3 separate regions of the Zea mays genome follow, and all the other regions are linked to region 1. Evidence: chromatin contacts called from public Hi-C data. All regions are on one chromosome and are shown on one strand. The core of a region is the stretch at or near the end of the contact, and the rest is flanking DNA. Distances in the headings are between cores, read along the strand shown. Region 1 holds the start of LOC103642126 (WUSCHEL-related homeobox 4-like). Region 2 holds the start of LOC100283284 (cysteine protease 1). Region 3 holds the start of LOC100272875.

What was found. Hi-C and Micro-C count contacts between places; a contact is called where the count stands out from the background.
Region 2: a Hi-C map of leaf shows a contact between it and region 1, with 5 times the contacts expected there. The contact joins the promoter of LOC100283284 here to the promoter of LOC103642126 in region 1. A contact is called at or near these places in 10 of 25 Hi-C or Micro-C datasets (bundle sheath, ear, leaf and 3 more).
Region 3: a Hi-C map of leaf shows a contact between it and region 1, with 2.1 times the contacts expected there. The contact joins the promoter of LOC100272875 here to the promoter of LOC103642126 in region 1. A contact is called at or near these places in 2 of 25 Hi-C or Micro-C datasets (both in leaf).

The regions. Positions count from the first base shown.
Region 1 is chr10:147,565,965-147,569,964 of Zm-B73-REFERENCE-NAM-5.0, reverse strand. LOC103642126 (WUSCHEL-related homeobox 4-like) reads left to right here and starts at 1,500. Exons shown (of 3, transcript NM_001301461.1): 1 at 1,500-2,140; 2 at 2,268-2,567; 3 at 2,690-3,042. The coding sequence starts at 1,880. The coding sequence ends at 2,881.
Region 2 is chr10:147,699,071-147,702,708 of Zm-B73-REFERENCE-NAM-5.0, reverse strand. LOC100283284 (cysteine protease 1) reads left to right here and starts at 1,410. Exons shown (of 5, transcript NM_001156186.2): 1 at 1,410-1,955; 2 at 3,051-3,286; 3 at 3,377-3,517. The coding sequence starts at 1,487.
Region 3 is chr10:147,778,192-147,781,975 of Zm-B73-REFERENCE-NAM-5.0, reverse strand. LOC100272875 reads right to left here and starts at 2,295. Exons shown (of 4, transcript NM_001327982.1): 1 at 2,175-2,295; 2 at 1,968-2,097; 3 at 635-672. The coding sequence starts at 2,043. It also overlaps the pseudogene LOC103642941.

The DNA.
Region 1 (4,000 bases), core at 251-2,750:
GCCAACTATTATATTTGTTCTTATGGAACTAGAATAAAAAATGTTTATGTATTATATTATAGGACGGAGGGAATAGTTGGTGTACCTTGTTGTGGGTCACAAGATAAAATGCATATGCATGGCTAGCTGTGCAGTATCCTGTTCAAGCTAGTAGTAGGTCTAACGGTGGATGGCGGCGCTAACTCCGAGGTCAACCTCAGCATCCATCATGCTGGTTCTCGCTTTCTCGTTTGCATGCATGCCTTTTCCAATCATATATTAGCGTGTTGCAGCCTCACTGATGATGGTCTGATATTAGAGGTTTTTTAGATGGTCTAATCTTGACAGGGCCTATGTGCCTAGCTACATATAGCTAGGAATGGCAAAACCAGTCTTATTAGATTGTGGCAAGAGATATGCATGCATCGTCTCTTTAATTTGTTGGCCTTCACGCATCTGGTTTTGTGATGCGCAATCATGCAGATGGGGTGCAGGCCAGTTTACAGACAAGGGAGCGAGATGAGTGTCGTCGATCCAACGAAAACGATATCATTCATTCATACAGATAGAGTAGACAGTAAGGCCCCGTTTGGTTTGGGGTGACTAAAGTTTAGTGACTAAAGTTTAGTCACTTTTAGTCTCTAAAGAAGCAAACATAGTGACTAAAGTGGGGTGACTAAACTTTAGTTCTTTAGTCACTAAGGGGTGACTAAAATGGACTAAAGTAGTATTTTTACCTTATTTGTCCTCTCCACTTTCTTCTTATAGCAAACATCCATTAATTAATAGGGGTAAAATAGTCATTAGTCACAACAATTAATGCCCTTTAGTCCGGTTTAGTCACTCGAACCAAACGGGGTACTTCAGCGACTAAATTTTAGTCACTAAACTTTAGTCTAGTGACTAAAGGAACCAAACAGGGCCTAAGTAAGATACCAATACCAAGAGATCGAGGCTAATTAGCACATTTAAAATGGAGGGACTAGAAGGTTGCTAAATAAATTACTTGCTCTGGTTGCTGAATAAACTCTTTTTAAAAAGAACAGTACTACCTGATGAACTTTACTATACTCCGACCTGCAGCTGCAGGTACAGAAGACACGAGCTTTCTATACATCTGAAGACTGAAGTAGTGAGAAGCGTCCTCCATTTTGATTAGCGAGGTGAAAAAGCTAGCTAGCTGTCGCGTGATCTGGTAACATGCACTCCGAATACTCTAGTTATTAGGTGAAGATTAACCGGGTCGTAGCTAGGCTGGATTCAAACTCCCGCTTTAACAGCATGCGAACGTACAGAGCGGGGAGAGAGAGAGAGAGAGTCGATATATATTCTCCCCATATATTCCTTGTCAATCGTCATGAATTTCGACAGGAAAGGTGAAAAGAGGGCAGCTCCATGCGAGAGAATTTTACCTTTTCACCTTTATTACTGCTCCTGCTTTTCGTGGCTCCGCTGATGATTGCGATTCACCACCACCACCACCACCACCGCTCTAGCTGCTGACGCCCTTCCGATCCATCAGCAATCTCCACATTCCCTGTCGCCCGCCGGCCCCAAGACCATGAGCTAGCTAGAGCACGCCTTTACCTCGACATGCATGGTCGTCTCGGTCGATCGCACAACACTCAAACCCTCGCTACGGCTACGTACAGCACCGGCCTTCTTAGCTTTCTTTCTCCAGCGATCGATCGTCTCCGGCCGGCCGGCCGGTCTCCCCATATATAAACTCGCGAGGACGCTCGATCCCTTCTCGTCTAGTAGTCGTTAGCATAGCCCTAGCCCTCAGCTTTCCGTTTTTACATATAGTACGCACTCTCTCGCTCGATCCGCTACATCGGTCGCGCGCCTAGCTCTACAAAGTTTGAAGCTTTGTAGCTCTACATCTACAGAGTTCATTAGCATGAGGCTTCACCATTTCCATGTGGCTTACTTGGATAAAGCGGCAGGCTCGCCGCCGCCGTCGTCGTCACCACCATCCATCTCACCAGCATCTCACAGTCACAGCTCGTCGTCTGCTGCCACCATCGTCCCTCTGGCCCTCCAGCAATACTGTCTACGCCCGCTTGCGCCCAAGATCTCCTTCCCTGAGGCGAGGAAGATGGTCGTCCTTCCTGAGTTCGCTCGCGTCAGGAATGCTTCTTCGAGGCTGCTAAACTGCACGGTTAGGCTATAAACCAAAGAGAGAGCCCATGTACTAGCTAGCTAGGAGGACAGTAGTAGAAACACATATCTCTAGCATGCATGGTGTACGTACGTATCTCTTAATTTTCATTGTATCAAAGCTGCAGGTGCAAGTGCCGCCGACGACGACGACGGTGGGTGGCACGACGCGGTGGAACCCGTCGCCGGACCAGATAAGGGTGCTGGAGATGCTGTACCGCGGGGGGATGCGCACGCCCAACTCGTTCCAGATCGAGCAGATCACGGAGGAGCTCGGCAAGTACGGCCGGATCGAGGGCAAGAACGTCTTCTACTGGTTCCAGAACCACAAGGCCCGCGAGCGCCAGAAGCAGAAGCGAGCTGCCCTCCTCACCCTCAGCACCACCACCACTGCTTCCACGCTGCTACCACCAGCTGCTGAAACCAAGGTATATAACTATATATGCATTGCAGCAGCTTGCGTTATGTATATATGCATTGCATGCATAAATTTAAATGCAGTGAACAGCTAGCAGTATCATCATATGTACGTACGTATGCATGCATGCAGGAGGGAGTGGAGACGAAAAAAGAAGAAGCGTGTGAAGATGCATCGAGCCGCAAGCGGAGGTGCAGGGCCTGGGAAGATGTCGTCGTCCATGGTGGCGGCGACGATGCCGGTACGGAGGTAGCTGACGACTACTACACCGACGACGATGTGACCCTGGAGCTCTTCCCGCTGCGTCCTGATCAGGGGAAATAAAGCTAGCTAGCTAGCTAGCTAACTAATTAAGTAAGGCGGACAAGCGTACGTATATGCGTAAAGTATATGCCCGATCCATGTCTATGTCCTCTCGGTCGTTCCATGCATGCATGTTCCCCTGGATCGGGCTGCTGTTCGTGCGAACACTAAACACTTTGGTCATTGGCGCGTTGCATCCACGTGTGTGCTTTGTATGGTAATAGTGTGGACTAATGGACATGCTTGGATTGCTCAAACGTACGCTTCTAGTGACAGTGAGTGGTCAAAAGTGTCATTGACTCAATAGTACTTCGTTTAATTTGTTCAGCCTACTACACCACCCATGAGACAAATCAAATCAAGGGAAGGTTAGATTGATGTCGGGTTGCCAACTAACACCACATGTGATGTCATGTTGCTAACTAACCGACACTGAAAAAGCTCATTTAACTTAGCTCATATCTGGGCGCCAAAGTTGATGACATCACTATCAAGTGGGCCATGCTAAATAGGGTGCCACTATACATGACACGGTTTATAGTGCTTCAACAAGGCACAATGCGATCCATATACGGTTTGTGCCATGTAACACCCAAAATTCCTATTTTTCAGAATTACATAAATTTCTCCAAAAGATTATTTCAACTGTTGCTTTTATGTGAATTCTACAGATAAAATATTTTTTCTTAAGATAAATGAGTGGGTAAATATTACATTTTGTCTATTCATTGCATGCTTGAGCATTTATTCTTGTTTGCATGAATTTAAATTTGACTTTGAATTTGTTTGATTTGAATTTGAATTCAAAAATGAAAATTAAAATTGAAAAGGAAACACAGAAAGAAAAATAACTCACCTCGTGGATCTGTTCTCTCCTTTCCCCTCTCTCCTTCGATCGTGTGGGCCAAGTGGGCGGTCCACTTTCCCCATGCTCGAGCCGAACTGGACCGAAGTCGTAATCCATAGGTTTGTTTTTCTAAGAATAGTGTTCACATGCGTGGACTCTCAATCGCAACGGTTGATGCGTAGGTCCCACTCATCGGAGTCGTCTCTTACATAGAGTCCATGAACCCAATCTTCATGATTATTATGAGGTTTAATATGAGGAAAACTCTAGAAGTACAAATATAACCAATATAT
Region 2 (3,638 bases), core at 161-2,660, 130 kb before region 1:
AATAGAACACAAACCCAACAGGTCAGATGTGTGGAGCTGGTGTGCTGCCCAAAGGGAATGTGGGGCCGTGGGGTGTCGAGGGAATAAGAAGATGGGAAATTGGGGAGACAGCCGAAGCGGAAGAAGGCAGATCCGCCGCAAGCACACAACTTGGGGAAAAAGAAAAGCGAACCTTTTTTCTAATTTGACAACTCGAGGAAGAAGCGGAGCCGATGAAGAAAGCGACGAATTTCTCAGAGCGGATGATGTCGTAAGGACGAAACGATGGAAGATGAAGCAACTTGAAGATGGAAGATGCGGATGGAGCGAGGAGGAGGAGGGACGAGATGGCAAGAGTGAGGAGAGGCGGTCGCAGTCAAAGCGTCCAGAAGTCTCGAGAGGCGAAGGTAACGAGGGAGTGAGGAGAGTCAGTACTAAAGTCTCGAGAGGCGAAGGTGAGCCATTGATTTACAATCAAGTAGCTAGGAGAATTTCTACCGACGTGGATAGCGTCAGTAACACCGTTTTGAAACGGCTTTCATATATCTACTATATAAAGTCTCAACAACATACTTTAAATTTTATCCTATCTTATACTCCATTTCTTTTTCCAGCCATATTAATAAAAAGAAAATTCCAACGTACTATTTTTTCATTAATGTGTAGAAGCAGTATTGGACTGGTTGGGAGTCTGACGGGACCAGCGCATTCACCATAGCTCGTACTGTAGCATGGCAGGAGGCAGCGTATGTCAGCCAATAACCGATCGAGCGTCCAACCGTCATGCGCTACCGTATACAGCAAGCGCCAGAATTGGCGGATCAGCTGCAGACTCTATTTTAGCGGAAGTTGTTGGAGATAAAAACGAGATTGGGAAACTTTAAATTTAAAGTATTTCTTGCTAGAGATAGTAAATGGTACTCTATGTAAATATCGATTACCGATATTATCAGTATGTATTCGAATTTGATCCGTCTAAACGTGTTGATATCTAATTTATATTTGAGTCGGTATTCAATATTCAATTCGTATTTTATTTATATCTATATTTATACACTTAAAGTTAGATATTGAAGATATCAATATCTATGTAAATCTTACCCGTCACAAATCGATAATACTGTATCCCATTTGAATAGGAAAATAAAATAAAAATTAAAAATAAATATGAACCATTAATATCAGTTCGTAGCCCACACAGTCGGGTAAGAATAAAAAAGGTCGCCCTCATCCAATCCAATCCAACCTGTCCACTTCCGCTCCACAACCCCACGACCAATAAAAAACCAACGGAAAATATCGTACAGCTGACTGGTCCAGTAGATTAGATGCGAATGAATTTAAAAAAACAAGGGGATCACGGAATCTGGGCCCACCGCTCCCTCGCCCACTTGTATTAAAAGGAAGGGCCTCCATCTCAACTCTCATCCATCTGCTCTGCTCCGGTCCGTTCCGCTCCTTCCTCCCCCTATCTAGCTAGCCTTCCCGTTCCTGCATCGCGGCGGAGATGGGCGCCTCCACCACGCCGCTCGCGTCGGCGGCGGCGCTGCTTCTGCTGCTGCTCGCGCCGCTCGCCGCGGCGGCGGACAGCATGTCGATCGTCTCCTACGGCGAGCGGAGCGAGGAGGAGGCGCGGCGGATGTACGCCGAGTGGATGGCGGCGCACGGCCGGACCTACAACGCCGTCGGCGAGGAGGAGCGCAGGTTCGAGGTGTTCAGGGACAACCTCCGCTACGTCGACGCCCACAACGCCGCCGCCGACGCGGGCGTCCACTCCTTCCGCCTCGGGCTCAACCGCTTCGCCGACCTCACCAACGACGAGTACCGCGCCACCTACCTCGGCGTCAGGAGCAGGCCGCAGAGGGAGAGGAGGCTCGGTGACAGGTACCTGGCCGGCGACAACGAGGACCTGCCGGAGTCCGTCGACTGGCGGGCCAAGGGCGCCGTCGCGGAGGTCAAGGACCAGGGCAGCTGCGGTGAGCTTCCATATCGATCTCCGCCCTTCCACTTTCTTCTTTTTTTTATCCCTCTCCTGCTTCTGAATCAAGAATAATTCTAGATAGAACATGGGGAAAACTGTCAAGTCTGCTCATCCACAACTTGCGGTAGTTTGTTACTGTTATCCACATGAACAGAGAGAGAGAGAGAGAGAGAGAGAGAGAGAGAGAGAGAGCAGGGGACTAGCTGAAGGTCAACGCTCAGCTTCACGTTCTGCGATTCGTTAGCCGGGCACCAAAACGGGTGGGTGGTTGCGCAGATGCCACGCGTATATAGATTAGCATGCACTTGAATTCGAGACACACTAACAAATAAAACTATTTAAAAATATTCCATTTGGTACTGGTACTGGTACTGGTTCTGTGTCTTGTGCGTGGGCGTGACAAATATTAGTAGAACGATTTTCGCTACGGAAGGTGGAAAAGTGATCCGTGTATTTGATCTTTATTGCCTTGCATGAAGGGGGACACATACTATGTAGGTAGGTTCATCGAACATGGACATCACCTTTAAACCTTGCGAGGCAGTGACCTTCCTGGAAGGAGCAACCAAGAAAGATATTTACACTAGCAGTCGCTGTCTAGCTGACAAGGTGGCTGGGCCAATATGCTCACTTCATTCATGATTCCAGATAGTAGGCTCTTGGAGACGACTTTCATCACGGATTCACGGCTCTTGTGACCGTTTCACGTTTCTATTGGTCCACACCCTATTCACCGGTCACAACCAAAAAATTATTCTCTTAAAAAAAATGCTATGTCCATAAAGTGTCTAGTTTGAGTACTCTAATATTGAAGTGGTTTGGAGGGATTAGAGAGTATTTACATCCGCAATAGATAAAAAAACACTCACAATACATCTTAATCCACTCCGATTTTCTCATTACTATAGTACCTAAACTAGGTCTAAAGTGATAATGATGTTTTCCACTCTATTGCAGGTTAACTTTCACTCTTTGGAGTTTATAACTCTGACTTGTTACTTGTCCGCCTTTTTTAATCGACGTGGATGACTAAACAATAATATTGATAACATATTGGTACTGGAATCTGATATATGTTTATCTTTTCCAGGGAGTTGCTGGGCTTTCTCAACAATAGCGGCTGTGGAAGGCATCAACCAGATTGTTACTGGCGACATGATCTCCTTGTCTGAGCAGGAGCTTGTTGACTGTGACACTTCATACAACCAGGGGTGCAATGGAGGTTTGATGGACTATGCGTTTGAGTTCATCATCAACAACGGCGGAATCGACACCGAGGAGGATTACCCTTACAAGGGCACGGACGGACGGTGTGATGTCAACAGGGTATTTTTCGCTTCATGGTCTTCCTTGATCTTCCAAATATCAGTGTCATTTTTTTCTTCTTGCTGATTTTATGTGTTGGGTTCATCGCAGAAAAACGCCAAGGTTGTTACTATCGACAGCTATGAAGATGTACCAGCGAACAGTGAGAAAAGTCTGCAGAAGGCAGTTGCGAACCAGCCCATCAGTGTTGCAATTGAGGCTGGTGGCAGAGCATTTCAGCTCTACAACTCGGTAACTGACACTAACCTTGCTGCTGGGTTCATCTGTGGACCATCTCGTTAAATTCGTAGATGAATTATGGAATCAGCTAGTATCTGATTATCAGTGGGTGGGAATCAGTTGATGGTATATC
Region 3 (3,784 bases), core at 1,046-3,545, 210 kb before region 1:
CTATGCGATCCAGATCTCAATCCTCGCTCCACAGGCTGTTGATTTTTTTTATTCCACCTTCCAGCTCCCTCTCTCCACTCCAGTGCGCCAAAAAATGGAATCGCACCTCTCTCTCCTTACTGCAGCTCATGTGAATTCTATTTTAAGCACGGTGAGTAATCCAGTCTGGCACCACTTCTTCGTCCTTCATTTTTAAATAACTTGATAGCTTTCATCCCACCCCGTGTTGGACATAGCCAAAAATCATGGTGTTCCACGCAACTATATCCTTTGTAGCATGTCACCAAACAGATTGCAAGCGCCATTTAATTGGCTGATAAGAGATGTGCCCAAGTCCCATCAGCTTGGTTCCGCCCCCGAGCCCCGAGAAAACGGAGGAAACAAAATATAAGCACTTTCTGTTAGAAACTACACAAAGATAAAAATACAATAGAAATAAAACAGCGTGCACGGCAACGCCGCACGAAAATTCTAGTTTATTTCCTAGTCTGTTTGGATGCATCAGTATCCAAAAGTTTATGAAATTTGTTGGTCATGAGAAAATGACACAAAAACCAAATATTGGAAGTGAAATGAAATAGAAGCCCTACCACAATGCAATTTTGTATATAATAACGCAAAAGTGTATGCGTACCTTGTATCTGAACGCCTCAAAAGTTCCATAGCAAGCACCTGCAGAGGAAGGAGGAAAAACATGCCAATTAGGGGGTGTTTGAATGCAGTGGAGATAACAGTTAGCGGCTAAAATTAGTTGGAGACATCCAAACACCCTAGCTAATAGTTCAGCTATTAGCTATTTTTAGTAAATTAGTTAATAGTTAGCTAGCTATTTGTTAGTTAGCTAATTCCACTAGCAAATTTTTAGCCAACTAACTATTAGTCCTAGTGCATTCAAACACCCCCTTAGTAACTTGGTACTCATGCTATGGCGTCAGAAAGAAGGAAAAATATACCATTTATTTCTGTGACATTCATATCCTAGGAAGCACGTGGGTACAAGAGCACTTTGAGATCTACCAACTCCCTCATACAAGAATGAGATTTAGGACAGAAAAGACTGCATGCATGCTAATTAGGCTCCCTTAAACACTTTCTAGTGAGCAGAGGGAATATAAGCAACTCTGTTTGAGATACATCTTGAAAGCAACAATTGCATAAGAGTTATTGCACGAAAGAAGCAAGCCAAGCATGTTAGGTACATCCTTGAAGCACTGGTCAACACAGATCCCGTAAAAATATCAACAAAAGTAACTTTCCACAGGCACATCTTTTCTGACTTACAAAACCCGAGTAATGACTATCAAGATAAGACAGTCAGAGACTGGTAGCCTAATACACGACCATATCTGACCCTTAAGTCCTTGTGACCGGTACTCTCTCCACGAGCTAAGTACAAAATCACCAAGCGGAAGGATAACTTTATGACAGCAAATACCAGTAACTCGACATACAGACAATTCCAAATGCTGTCATCTTGACGCTACAATGGAATCCAAATCAGGAATATACTAATCGGTACATTCCAAAGTGGCATTGAACAAGCCTTTGACATTAGAAGTCATTCATTCAGTCAAATCAAAGGCAAATACAAAATCTTACATTTTCCATCCCAAGTTCTAAGCACCAGCAGGAAGTTAACCAAACCACGGCAGACCGAATCAGCAACAGCCCTTAGAGCACAAGCAATTGGGGGCAAACAAACTCCAACTCGAGCATCGATATCTTCCACCTCCAGATGATGCTACCTAAGCACTAGTAACTCTTAACAAAAGCCACCTAGTTATTACATCTGCCGCTAGCTAACCACACAAACCAGGGATGTAGCTACTAGCTAGCTCGAGAAGATTCCTGAAATCGCACACTAATCTACTTCCAACCAAAAAAAAAAACACCGACGGGTGAAGCGGCTCGCACGGACGGATTGATGCTGCAAGCCTAGTGTTTAGGGGTTTAGGGACGAAGGTTACCGACGGCTCCGCCGACCGCGCCACCGATAGCAATTCCGGCACCCACGCGCGCCAGGCAGCTGTCACTCCTCGCCATCACCTCCTCTGATCCTGTTGGGCTTGTAAATAGATCGGATCCGAGTAGAAATAGCTAGATAGCTTAAGTTAGGGTCATTGGGTCCTCGGTTTTTCGCACAGAAGTAAGGGAAAATAGGGTGGGTAGTATACCTGGTGGGAAATCGTCGCCGGCAAAGTGCCCGACGAAGTCTTGCGGCGGCGGCGGCGGTAGCACAGTCGTCGCCGAGACAGAGGAGCGCAAGACGAGGTGGACGGGTGAAGAAAATCAATTGGTAGATTCCTCACCTGGTTTTTTTTTTGGTGTGTGAAAGGGGCCGAGAAATTCCTGCTGGGCCTCGACGGGCCCTTTCAGCCGGGCCGAACGCCTTTCAGAGCATGCACAGAACATCACCAAGCCGGCCCAGGGCTTGAACTGGTTCTGGTCCAGGCTTTTATACGAACGGGAAAAAAGTCTATTATAATCTTTCGGACTATTTGTAATTCGAATTTTCTCCTAAAACTCTAAATCTCTACTGACTATTAAGTCTCAACCGTAGACTGCCCCCGCTCCCCTCCACCCACCGCAAAAATCGGCGCAGTCCGTTCGCCCGCGACCCCGCCGCAATCCCTCCTCCTCCGTGAGCCGGTCGCCGTGGCTCACCATCACCTGACGCAGCTGCTCCGCGGGGATGGACCCGCTGCAGGCGTCGTCGAACACATCGAAGCACTCGGCGAGGCATGCCTCCGACTGCCTGGCGCCCATCTTGCGTGCCGCCACGGCCAGGAACGCCGCGAGGGCGCGAGGCCGATGTCGCCGGTGCCCGCGGCGACGCCCGCGTCCTCCAGGAAGTGCCACGCCTCCGCCTCGTCCACGTTCTGGCCCAGGGAGCGCAGCGCCGTCACGAGCTCGCCCGTGGCGATGCGACCTGCAAGCCTACCGGCCGGGAGCAACAAAGAAGCACGCACGCACATATGAGTTGAGTGAGGCTCGGAGTGCGCGCGCGGTGGATAGGAGTTCGATGGGATGGCGACTTGCCGTCGTCGTCAGTGTCGAACAGGTCGAAGATTTTCTTGCACTCGTCCACCTGTTCCGGCGTCAGCTTCTCCGCCATGTTGCTCACCCGAGCCAACCTCAGCCGCTTCCTCTTGCTATGGATGCTCTCGATGAACAGTGCAGAGCTTTCTTTTATTCTGATTCGATTTCGTCAGATCAAAAGAGTAAACAGCAAATTCCGATCTGGCAGGCCACTGGCCACCTTTTCCTTGTCCTTGTTGGTCATCAGAAAACAACGAGACAATGACCTATAACATCGGTGCACCGCACTTAATCAATTTAAGTGTCGTCGCCCAGTTTTGTTAAAAGAGACGTCTCGTCCACCTCTTGAACAATAAATGAGGAAGAAAAAATGCAAGGCCTCCATGATTCAACCTGTTTGCAGTGACTACTGAAAGAATAAGAATGATTCACGTTGACAGTGATCAAGTTTGGAAATCACTTCAAAAAGAAATTAATTTCAGATATATATCAAGTTGTACATAAAAAATAGCACTGAAACTAAATTACAGATGTCACATCATTTTTATTCCCTATATATATTGTGACTATGCAAATAATCCAACAAGGACATTCCCAAAAACAGAATTAATGGGAAGGGCATATTGCAATTGTACACTATGCCAGCATGAAATGCAATTCCTTTCTGGAGCAGCAGTGTACACACAAAAATTCATGTATTCTCTCAAATGGTAAGCTGTCAAAGTCATCACTTGTAGTACTGGTA